Regions from separate parts of the Gossypium hirsutum genome. Here region 2 is linked to region 1. The links are chromatin contacts, called in public Hi-C maps. All regions are on one chromosome and are shown on one strand. Each heading gives the region's core, a stretch centred on a gene start, on an enhancer-like site or on the middle of the called end of the contact. The rest is flanking DNA. Distances are from core to core; before and after follow the strand shown. Region 1 holds the start of LOC107901073 (protein ELF4-LIKE 3). Region 2 has its middle 10 kb from the start of LOC107901072.

Region 1 (5,674 bases), core at 1,978-4,477:
TGTGAACTAGATATCTAGTAGATATGTTGATTTATAAAATTTTTCTTTGAAATTTGATCCACAATGGTAAATATTTTCTTTACAAACTACTTATAAACTCCTAAGCCCTAAAGTTGAACACTATGCTTTGCAAATTTATGATAAAATTTCCTTTTGATTTAATTGTTCTTTAGAATAATACATTGCACCCAAGGTTGTTAAAATAGAATTGGATTGGAAATTTCAGTTAAGGGTAAGTATTTGATTGAATCGAGCGAAAGAAGTTACACTTAGTCGGGTTGATGAGATATAGTATGATAGTGTAGCTCAATTTGAATTTTTTTTTTATGAATTGAATTGAGTGAAATGAAATTTGAATAGATTTGATTCAAATAATATTTTTTAGGTTAAATTAAAATAATTTAAACATGTGAAAATAAAAACTTAATGACAATATGACTAAAGTCCAAATTAGAGCACATAAATTTAAAACTTCGTTTTTTTTATAGAATTTCAAATAATTCTTTGTTTGAATTTTTTATAAGGTTTTTGTATAAAAAAACTTGGGGTTTTTTTATTATTTTTTTAAGATTATTTTGAATTTTTTATAATTTTTTAAAATAATCAAATTGCTTATTTTCAAAATAGTAATAAATATAGGGGACATTTACTAAGTAGTAAAAATTTAATTCAAATTGAATTATAAAAACTAAATTACTTATTTAAATTTTTTTTAAAAATCCAACAACACAATTGAATTAATTTAATATTTGAATCCTTTTAATTATTTTCTAACCCAACCTCAATTAAATGAATTTAGTTTAAAGTCTCGAGTTTTTCATGAAAGCTAGTCAGTATCGTACCAATGAATGTACCATTTTCCTATTAGTATTAGTACGTATTAGTATTGATATCAGTCTATCTCGATGTATAATTTCAAGTTTATCACAATTTTTTAAAAATATTTTATATATGTATATAAAAAGTGTTTACAAATATCAAATAATGAAGTTAAATAAATCTAAAATATTACTAATCAAAAATAAAATATTGGTTGAAGTGGTAAAGAATTTAAAAAAAAATATTAATGGCATGAGTTCAAATCTCACAATAATTAAATTTTAAGATAAAAATACTTATCAATTATATAAAATATTTTTCATAAGTTTCAAAAATACAACTCATCAGTATCATCGCATACTATGCATCTAATAATTCATAAATCAACAAATTCAAAACAAAAATAGAAAATTTAAATTTAAATTTATTTTTTACAAATAAATAATAAAATTTAAAATATATTTTGAAATTAACATTTTTTTTGGGTATGGATGGATTGGTATATTATATTTTGATTTGTACGGATAAAATCAACCTATACAATCAATATCGATCAAAATTTGTACTAAAATAAAATCTAAAATTTATTATTCCCATTAATACGAATGGTTCCAAAACAGTATCTACTACCAATGATTTCATCTCCACTGTTAAGATTATTATAAAGAAAAAAGTTGAAATACATGTAGGTAAGAAGAGGGAGTAATTGTGGCCAAAAAATATCAGCCTCGGATTTCGTTTCTACACTGTCTCACCCTCATTTTCTCTTTTACCTACAACTCCCTATTGAGGCGTGATCTCCTCCTGTTCTTAATCTTATCAGCTCCTGGCTCGGCAATCACACCCGAACCTCTACATCTCCCCACCTTTAACCAACACGTGTCTTATCTTTGATTCGCTCCAAACAGCTGTTCCCAAGATTTTACTGTGACAGGATTTTAATTTGGATATTGAGTGATGGCTTCTGCTGTTTAGGTGGAATTAGCTTATGCGTCTAGTTTTAGTAATAAATTAAATAGTAAATTATAAAATGGTGATTTTTATTTTTATTTATTTATGTTTAAAATGTTATGTTTTAGTTATTTACGTTATCATTTTGTTACGAAACGGTCACTTTATCGTTAAGTTTCGTTATCTCTCTAACGGTAGTCTTAAGTGGCAATCCAAATAGATTTTAAATGTTTAGTTGCTAATATGAAAATAAGTTTTTAATTAAATAAATTTTATTTAGACTGCCACATAGGATATCTAAGTTGGTATTTAAAACTCAATTAGACTGCCACATAAGACCGCCATTAGGGAGGTAACAGAACTTAACGGTAGAGTGACAACTTCGTAACAAAATAATAGCGTAAGTGACTAAAATGTAATCTAAGACAAACAAAAATGACTATTTTTATAATTTATCTTAAATTAAGAGTCAATTATTTTAAAAAAAAGTATTTGTATTGATTGTATCGGTTTAATTTTGATCACATCATTTGAAATATTATGCATTAACTGATGCATGAATTCATGCTTAAAATATATTAAATTATTCTTTTACCATTTATAGTAATTAATAATTTAATCTGTATTTATAATAAATTCAAAATAGTACATCGAAATAGTATGAAATTGGGTTGAAAAACTATGTACCCATCAATACAATATTAATCATTTTAATCTAATTTTTCATTCTCATCCAACATTAAAAAAAAAAACCAGAGCTAACATGTCCTTCAACACACATCATAAATTTGTGTTGAAGGTAAATAATAATAATAATAATTGTGTATGGAACATGAGTTTTGAAGAAGAAATTAAAAAATAATAATGAATAACAAAGTTGAGATGTTAAGATAAAATTTTGTTTAAATCAAATCGATTATAATTTCACTCATGTTGACTGATTAGTTATTAAATAGCTCAATCTTTTTTAGCAATCCTGTTTGGAAGAAGTAGAGGCTAAGGTTGTAATTTACAAAACAAAAGACCCAAATTAGCAGACAAAGAACACATTTAAACAAACAATAAAACTATAATCATGGTAATTAAAAAGATGGAAAATCAAAAGTGCGTAATTGATAAGATTTCCAGTTTTGGTTTAAAAACATGGTAGTAGTAACATTCTTCACAAAAATCAAAAACTAAATTCATCATTGTCACCAATCCATTTTATTTATTAAAAGCTGAAAATGACATTCAAAATATTCCTTCTGCAATACTAAATAAAAATAATAATCAACATCAAGCTCTTATTTTTATTTTATTTTTTCCAGGAATGTTATAAGATATCTTGGATTGAGGGACCCCCTTCATCGGTAGATTGGGATTTTCCATCAATGTCCATATGCCACGTGGCGACTCATGAACACCAGCTCGAATCACTCATCATGCCCCCGGATCTGAGTATTACACCCAGACACCAATCCAATCCAATCCAATCCAATCCAATCTCATCCCCCACGGTTTTTCTTTTATCCCCTAAACTCTTCTTAATAATTACTTACTATCTCATCATTATTTTAATTTTTATTCCAACAATACTGTACCTTCTACATATAGCAAATATGGAACTAAAAATATTTAAGCTACATATTCCCCCCCCCCTCTCTCTCAAATAATTCATTTTCTTTCTTGCTTCCTCCTGAGTACGGTTTAATCGCCCATCTTTTTTCCTTCATTCAACCTGTGTCTGCTTCCCAGAATATAATGCTCCAACAAGGTACGTGTATATGCAAAAGTAATTACTATATCATTGATGTACTTGAATTTTTATTTATGTCTTCTATAGCAAATGATTTCAAAGAAAATAAAAACATGTAATAATATTTCTATCTTTGTCTTGTGTAGTTAATTTATTGATTTCTTTTTTTCATTTTCAGCTGATGGGTTTTCTTAATTTATTATATTTCTTTGTAAAACACTTGGATCTTACCAAGATAACTTCTTGTTTTTTTATTTAACACTTTTTTTCTTTTTCCTTTTTTTTTTAAATCTTGTTTAGCTGAGTGAGTGATGGGGTTGTATGCTTCTTATTCCTTGAATTTGATGCAAAATCTTTTTTTTCTCTCTTTTTTTCTTAATTTTAATTTACTTTTTATAAATAAATTTAATGTTTTTCTGTATTTGTTTTATATATCTATATATATTTCTCATTGTCATTTTTGCTGTTAAAAAGATTAATAATGCTGTCTCTCTGCAGCATAGTACTAACTATGAGAGTAATCTTATCTGCATCATTGACTAGTTTTCTTTTTTAATAACAAATTTTGGGTGTGTTTGAGATGCTTCCTTGCAACTCCATGTTTTAGTTGGGTATTTTCTGAGTACATTAAAAAAAGTTTCCCTTTTATGGAAATGGATCTGCTTTTTCACATCTCATCATAAGTAATAATAATAGTAAAAAAGATAAACAATAATATCAACTATTATTTTTCATGTTTTGTTTATTGATCTTTCTATGAAAGAACTGAAAGTAGCATGCATGGTGATGGACATGATTTCTACTGCAGGCCTTTGTCTCTTACACCTTAAACAATTCTTGTTTTTTTCTTTTTCTTTTTGCTATATTTAACTATGTATGATTATGGCTATTTTATTAGTAAAAACAATACATCATCGATGTATATTAAGTTTCTAACTACTGCCGTCTCATATATTGTTTCCCTATCATATTCTTTCCTTTCTTTGTTGTAAGTTTTCGATTTGATAGAACTGCGAGTTTCCACAAAGTAAGGCCCAAAAGTAAAAAATAAAATGGAGGGTGACACATTGAGGCTTGGCAATGGTGGTGGTCAGATAGATGGGAAGGTGGTGCAGACATTTCAAAAGAGCTTTGTTCAGGTTCAGAATATATTGGACCAAAATAGGCTGCTAATCAATGAGGTAAACCAGAACCATGAGTCCAAGATCCCTGACAACTTGGGAAGGAATGTTGGTCTGATTAAGGAGCTCAACAACAACATAAGGAGAGTGGTTGACCTTTACGCAGATCTTTCAACTTCCTTCACCAAATCCACGGATATTGCCTCCTCTGAGGGTGGTGACTCCAGTGGTGGTGGTGGTGCTATGAAATATTCAGATGGCAGCAAAGGTGGCCATAAAAGAAACAGGCCAGCTTAAAAGAACAGACTTGGGTTTTATGTTTTCATTAGTGATTCTTTCGCATGCAATTGGTACTCAGATCAGATTCTGTAACTCTACCCCTTTGTATCGGCGTCGGAAAAAGCTTACTGCTCACATTTGTTAGGGAAATTAAATAATCTGGATGGAACTTCTTCTATTGCATTGTAACCCCCCAGCTTGTAAGTTGTAATCATGTAATGTAATAACCCTTGATCTAATTGAAATGAAGCAAGTGGCGGCCTTACTTTCTAAATTTTAACTTTGTTACACTTTCAACTTTTAGTGATAAAAAGAGAGTTAACACCTTTAACTGATAAAAAAGCTGATATCTATAATGGGTGTAAACTGTTTATATATACTCTCAGATTCTTGACCATGAAGGTTCATTAACGATCTACTTTTGGTTGGAAACAAAGTCTCATTATATACCCCTTTAATTGATTCCCTTTCCAACCTCAATCCAAAAGCATATTCTTCCTGGCCTTTTCTAAGAAGCATGTTAGAGTTTTCTTGGGAAGAAGATGGATTGAAGATGGGTTTGGGCTTGTGAGAGCTTAGGACATGCAAGGAAGAACCATGAAGCGTCTCTGATGCTTTAAGTCGGTAAGAGAAAGGTGTTGAGAGCTTAAGAGAATATTTAGCCTGAGTAATGATGATGTCTGTGCTCCCTCCCTCTCTTGCTTTGCTTGGTAGGATGAAAATATAAGATTTCATTTCATAGGTATATTTGTAGGGGAGAAGGAAA
Region 2 (5,864 bases), core at 1,145-3,644, 70 kb before region 1:
AAAATGGAAGTACCACAAAAAATACAAGGCTCTCTCTCTGTGGTTGGTGGTGTTAGATAGTATTTACCCTTAAGTTAAAAGGTCCTTATTTATTTGACAGAGGAGTGCAGTGTTGTAACCATCCTCTTTCTTATTATCCCCATTATCTGGCTTGCCTTAAACCCAAATGTTTCTAACCATAATCCTCTACCAATTAGCAATTAGTATTATTGTTCCGCAAGTAGGGCGGCGATTCAAGTTTGAGATTAAAAAATGAGACTATCCTATTCCTACACGTGAAATATAGAAAAAAAAAGAAAAAAGAAAAGGTATTTGTATTTGTATTAACGAAGAGAATCCAGCAGCCTATTTGTTGTACCCATAGTTCAAATGGGGGCACATGACGTGATTTCACCTACTACTCCATTAAGAAAATTCAATTTAGTGTTGTGATACTTTAAACAATTCCCAGCATTTTGTATACTAACCACATTATATTCCATAGATTAAAATGTTTAAAGTCTGGAATAAATATTTTTAGTATAATTCTACATTAATTCATCAACTGAGTTGAATTGTAATTTTATTTTAAATGTGTCAAACTTATAATTTCAGAAATTTTAGAAGGATTAAATAAAGTAATAGTGCAAGTTTTTTTTTTTTTTGAAACAAGTGCAAGTTTATTATTATATTAATTAATTAGGGACTAAAACCAAAAAAAAGAAAAAGAAGAAAATACCATTTAAAGGGGGCACGGCCCTGCCTAACCTTTTGACGCCGTCCCAGCCCGCAAGCAGGTAAATGGACAAATCACTTTCACCTAATAAAGCATCCTCAAGTATTTTGGCTTTTATTATTATTATCGTGAAATTATTCTGACCATTTTACTTTATTTGTTTACTGCCAAAACCCTTTTGTTTTTTAATTTAAAAAGCTTTGCAGCCTTTTAATCTTTTTACTCCTACTCTCACCTCTTTTCCCCCTCCTCCAATCCAAGCTTTGCCCAAATCTCTATTACTCAAAATCTCCTACAATTATTTTTTAGAAATAAAATATATATTTAATTATTTATAAGTAATTTTCTTAATATTAATCTTATTATAAGTTCTTATCATATTTGTTCTTTTTGATACAATGCTTAGAATTACCCATAATTTTTCTACAGCCTTTAAATAGGAGGATAATGCGCTTTAGTATATTTGAACCCGCATTCTCCTACACGGGTAATAATATCAATACTATTTTATAAGTAAATTTAAATCAAAACATTTATTAAACAAATAATAATTCAAAACAATTGCGTTCGAATTTCAAAAATTCATGTTCTAGTCTACCAATCTTAAACTTTATTGCATCACAAATTTGGCTCACTAAATAATGTTTAATTTGTTATATATCGGGTGAGAAAAAAATTATGTAATAAATATATTTATAAAATATTAAATAAATTTTTGATTTGAATAGTAAAATCAAATGTTTAAAATATATTGTCATAAATTCAAATTTTATTATAATTAAATATATTTATTTTAAATAAAAATAAACAAAAACACCACCGTGATAATATAATTTATTTTGTACATACAAAAAAAAATATTTTAATAATTTTCCAACTAAATTCATCATCAATTGATTCTAAAATCAACTTAAGGACATAAATAAATACACAATTCTAAACCTTAAATCATATTACATTTAAGTGCTTAAACCCACAACTTTCAGCTATGGGGTTGTTAAATAAAGGCTTTAAAACGTATGAAAAGCAAGTAAGGTGGTAGTAAATTAGATTTGGATGGTGTATACTCCATACACAATATTAGTTTAACACAAGATGTGTTGGTACAAAGCTCTTAAAGGGAAGATGCAGAGATATCATATGGCAAACATGAATGCCATCAGATAGGCAGAGTCCCAAATTTATTTCATATATTTTTTCAGCAGACTGACGGGCAAAGCATCATGTGCAAGTGCAGAAGATAGAAGGATTGGGTAAGTTCCGTATGGTTTAAATCTTATGTGCGGAAAACACTTTGGATCTTTCCAAAAATTTTTGTTTTCTTTTTTGTTCATTAGGATCTTTACATAATTGGAGTGAAGGGTTTAGGGTTCAGAAAGTAGCTAGTGTACTATGAGTTATGAAAGTACGTTGTTAAGAATCATGCAATGTCACCATCTCAATCTGGGCCGATGATGATTTTTGTCAGTTGGATCCCACTTTTACCGTTCTTTTCTTGTTTTTGCTTTCACTGAGATCTTTCAATCACCGTTTCATTTATTAACCAGTTTCCATTGCTTACAGGAAAAAGGTTTGGGATCCCATCGAGGGGAGCAAACTTTCTTTTTATGTTGAACATTCGGATAATGAATAGAGCAGGCCATTAAAATGTATTGTAAATTATGGACCTTTGTGTGCTTAACCTAGCCCAAATATACTTCTTATTTGTTGCGCACTTAGCCCTAATACAAACTTGGTTGTTACTTTAGCCATGGGCCAATTTCAATTTATGCAGATGTTGCATCCAACTTCAATCCATTTCATCATTGTTTTTTTTTTTATACAATTCCGTATAACCCACAACCCTCTTCAGACCCTTAAAATGAATGCTAGTATGTGCACATATTCTTAATTGTTGCAATAATAATCTAATTAAGCTTCAATCAACTTAATTATTATTGAATTTAATTTTTTAAGCATATAGCGTGAGATAAAGAGTAATTAAAATTTTTAGTTGAACCAATCCGCATTAGTGATAAAATAAAAATAATATAATAATTATTGATAGGATAGTAAAAAAATGTACATAATTGTTATGAAAAAAAGTAGGGAGTAGTTATTTCTTTTAAATGATTTTTTATTTTATTATTATTTTTAAATTTATAAAGGAGTGTTTGGTTGGTCAATTCTTATATTATGACTCGTAATGTTATGGTTTGGAATGTGATTACATTGTTTCGATTCTAAAATTATAATCATTTCATAATCTTGTATTCTCAAGTAGTGTCAAGACGTCATAGAATAAGGTGTAATTTCATTACCACCTATTCTATTAGTAATGTTAGAGCACGGGCATAATATTAAATTTTAGACCAATTTACTGTTTTTAAATTATTTTAATCAATTTATTCCTTTTTTTTCTAAATAAAATTTAAGTCTAATTTAAAAAATCTATTGTTTTTCTTAAGAATGAAGTAGTAGAAGACTATTATATTTACTTTAATAATTTATTTATAAGTATATTAATTATAATTATAATTATATATGAAAAATGAGATGATTATATATGATCTTTTGAATCCTATTGTAATGTATATAAAATTAATGTCATTTAATCTATAAAAAAAATTAACATCAATTAAGATACGAGGAAGAAATAAAGTGATCACAACAGCAATTTTATCATCATCATCATCATCATCATCTCACCAGAACTTGGGCTCAAAGCTGGTTAATATTGTGTTGTTGTAAAATTAAGATAAGAATTAAGGATACAAAGCACATGCACATCATTGTTTAAATTTGTCAGTTTGTTCAATTGCATCCCATTGAGCCCTATTATGTGGGGCTAATCTGCAAGCTGTATATTTAATGATATAATATCTATCACTCTGACAGCGACAACTCTTGGAAACCCTTACAATACCACTTTATCCGCATCTTTGCTTGTATCAAATCGAATCTAACTTATTAAATCAATTATGATTAAAATTATAGCGTTTCAAAGACATACATTTACTTATCGGAAAATAAAATATTTCATTGAAATAAAACTCAGAGATGTGATTAGTCATATAAACTAAAATGTAAAAGCATATAAATGTTGTTGGTTATTGTTTGAGATGATATAATATAAAGATAATGTTAATATTCAATTAGGATTTAGAAATGATAATGTTGTTATTTGTTTCTGCTTATATATTTTTCTATTATGTTTTTACACATATTTTCCCTTCTTTCTATTTTTTTCAAAAATCTTTATCTTTTGAAATTTTCAATGTTGAATATAAATAAGTTGGTTTTTTAACTCAAACCAAATAATGTTTGGTTTAAGTACTTTTAAACTTTTTGACCAACTTAATTTGATGTGAAATTAGAAAGTTGCTCGTTTTATTTATGATGATTTTTTTTAATTCACATGATTTGTAGTTTAATAATTCACTTTAAAATTGTTATATCCTCATTTGACAATATGTGGTATCATGAGAGGATACCTGAGAGACATTTGTGGATGACCTTATGCTTACTTTCCAGCCTACAACACTTGGCATATTCTCCACCTAAGTGCTCAGACAATCCTCTATCACCTAGCTGGTCACTGAGTGACCAACCACCTAGGCATCTCATCTTCTTGGTCACCCACTTTTAGTAAGTATGCACTCTCCTCTAGAGGGGACCACCAAGGGACAACTAAGCTTAACAACCTCATACTACCACATTTAAGAGAATGTTAGAACAGTGCCATGCATGAGGACAATCCATGTACAACAGCCTTGCCACTTGGCTGGCCATGCGATCACTATGCCCCGAATCTTTTGGTGGCGTGGCCTCGCTGAGTACAAGACCTTCTTCCCTATGAGTACCTTGTAGAACGGTGAAGGGGGGGACTGTTCCTTTAATCCTTTTAGCAACCCTAAGAACTCCTCAACATTCAACCTCCTTTGCCATCCAAGCCTCCTCATTACCTACCTCCTTTCTCTGGCTCTTTGCCTGTTTAGGTGAACCGACCTTCCTTGCACCGCCACCTTCTCCTCCTTGTCTCCTCCCTTGTTGGCACTTGTATCAACAAAAATGAAAACATTAAACGTATGTATTTTTGAAATATTTATTTTTTAACAAAATTATGAAATATTGATATTAGATATACAATTATTTAAAAAAAGGTTTCCAATTATATGATATTATGTATTTTAATTTGTAAGGATTTATGGTTATATATGCGCTTTTAATATATAGTTTATAAATAAATTTAAATTTTACAAATAATTTATATTAATATTTAAAATCATTTAATAATTATTGTTGAAACCATTTTTAATTTTGAAAAATAGTGGATCAATTTTGAAAATGAAAATTGGAGTTCGACAGCTTGACGACTCCACTGGGGAATCATTTAGAGAGTCAAGCCATAAAATTGATTGTTTCTTGTCTTATTATCGAAAATTGAAAATTTGATTTGAAAAATTTCGATCCTTTCTTTGCATTTGTTTGTATAATTATTGTTTTATACCTTGGCATCATATTGCATAAAGACTGTAGGTCTTTCCCTTTTAAGTTGGAGTGAGAAATTAGTCCTTCATGAGGTTTTCACATCCGTGCAGGATAGTGGATCACTTCCAGGATACATCCGTACCTATGTCTTCTTGAGATTTTCATCTCCGTCCAGCCATAGGGAAATGTATTCCCCTGAACCGAACTCGGTCTGTATGAGCCTATAATGGGTGAAGATCGAGAAATCTGCTGGTTCGGGTACCTTGACTTTAGAACCAACCCTCATATAGTGGACTTAGGAACGTAACCTAGGTAGAGCCACTCCAAACCCTTAGTGGTCACCTGATTAAGTACTTTTGTTTGCTTCTATTTTGTACTAACCCCTCTTGTTGTGTTTTGATTATGATTTTATTGCATTTGCATATTAGGAAAGAGATATTGATTCAAGTCCGATTACTAAATTAGAAAGTTTGTCACGGAATACAAATTCCTTGATAAAGTGGAAAACAATACGACTTCCCGAATATATTCTGAGAAACACAAGAATGGCGATGGAAAAGTTTGTGACCCTGTTTCGTGGCCTGAGGATTCAAGGCGATTGTCTAAGAGCCTTCGACGTACCAACTCCCTTAAAGAAGCTGACAAACCTTATGAAGATGGACAGATGGTGGATCGCGAC

Evidence for each region. A called contact is a pair of places that touch in the nucleus more often than the background predicts.
Region 2: a Hi-C map of leaf shows a contact between it and region 1, with 2.9 times the contacts expected there. The contact joins the enhancer-like site here to the promoter of LOC107901073 in region 1. A contact is called at or near these places in 20 of 34 Hi-C or Micro-C datasets (anther, callus, hypocotyl and 4 more).

Annotation. Positions count from the first base shown.
Region 1 is chrD06:14,366,441-14,372,114 of Gossypium_hirsutum_v2.1, reverse strand. LOC107901073 (protein ELF4-LIKE 3) reads left to right here and starts at 3,227. Exons shown (of 2, transcript XM_016826920.2): 1 at 3,227-3,526; 2 at 4,517-5,182. The coding sequence starts at 4,561. The coding sequence ends at 4,926.
Region 2 is chrD06:14,435,426-14,441,289 of Gossypium_hirsutum_v2.1, reverse strand. No RefSeq gene overlaps it. Among protein-coding and RNA genes, the nearest start is that of LOC107901072, 10 kb to the left of the region's middle. Within about 2 kb of position 2,394, at least 8 of the 9 cell types and tissues checked have an H3K27ac peak or open chromatin away from gene starts, as enhancers often do. A contact at or near this core is called in hypocotyl, leaf and stem, where this site is marked.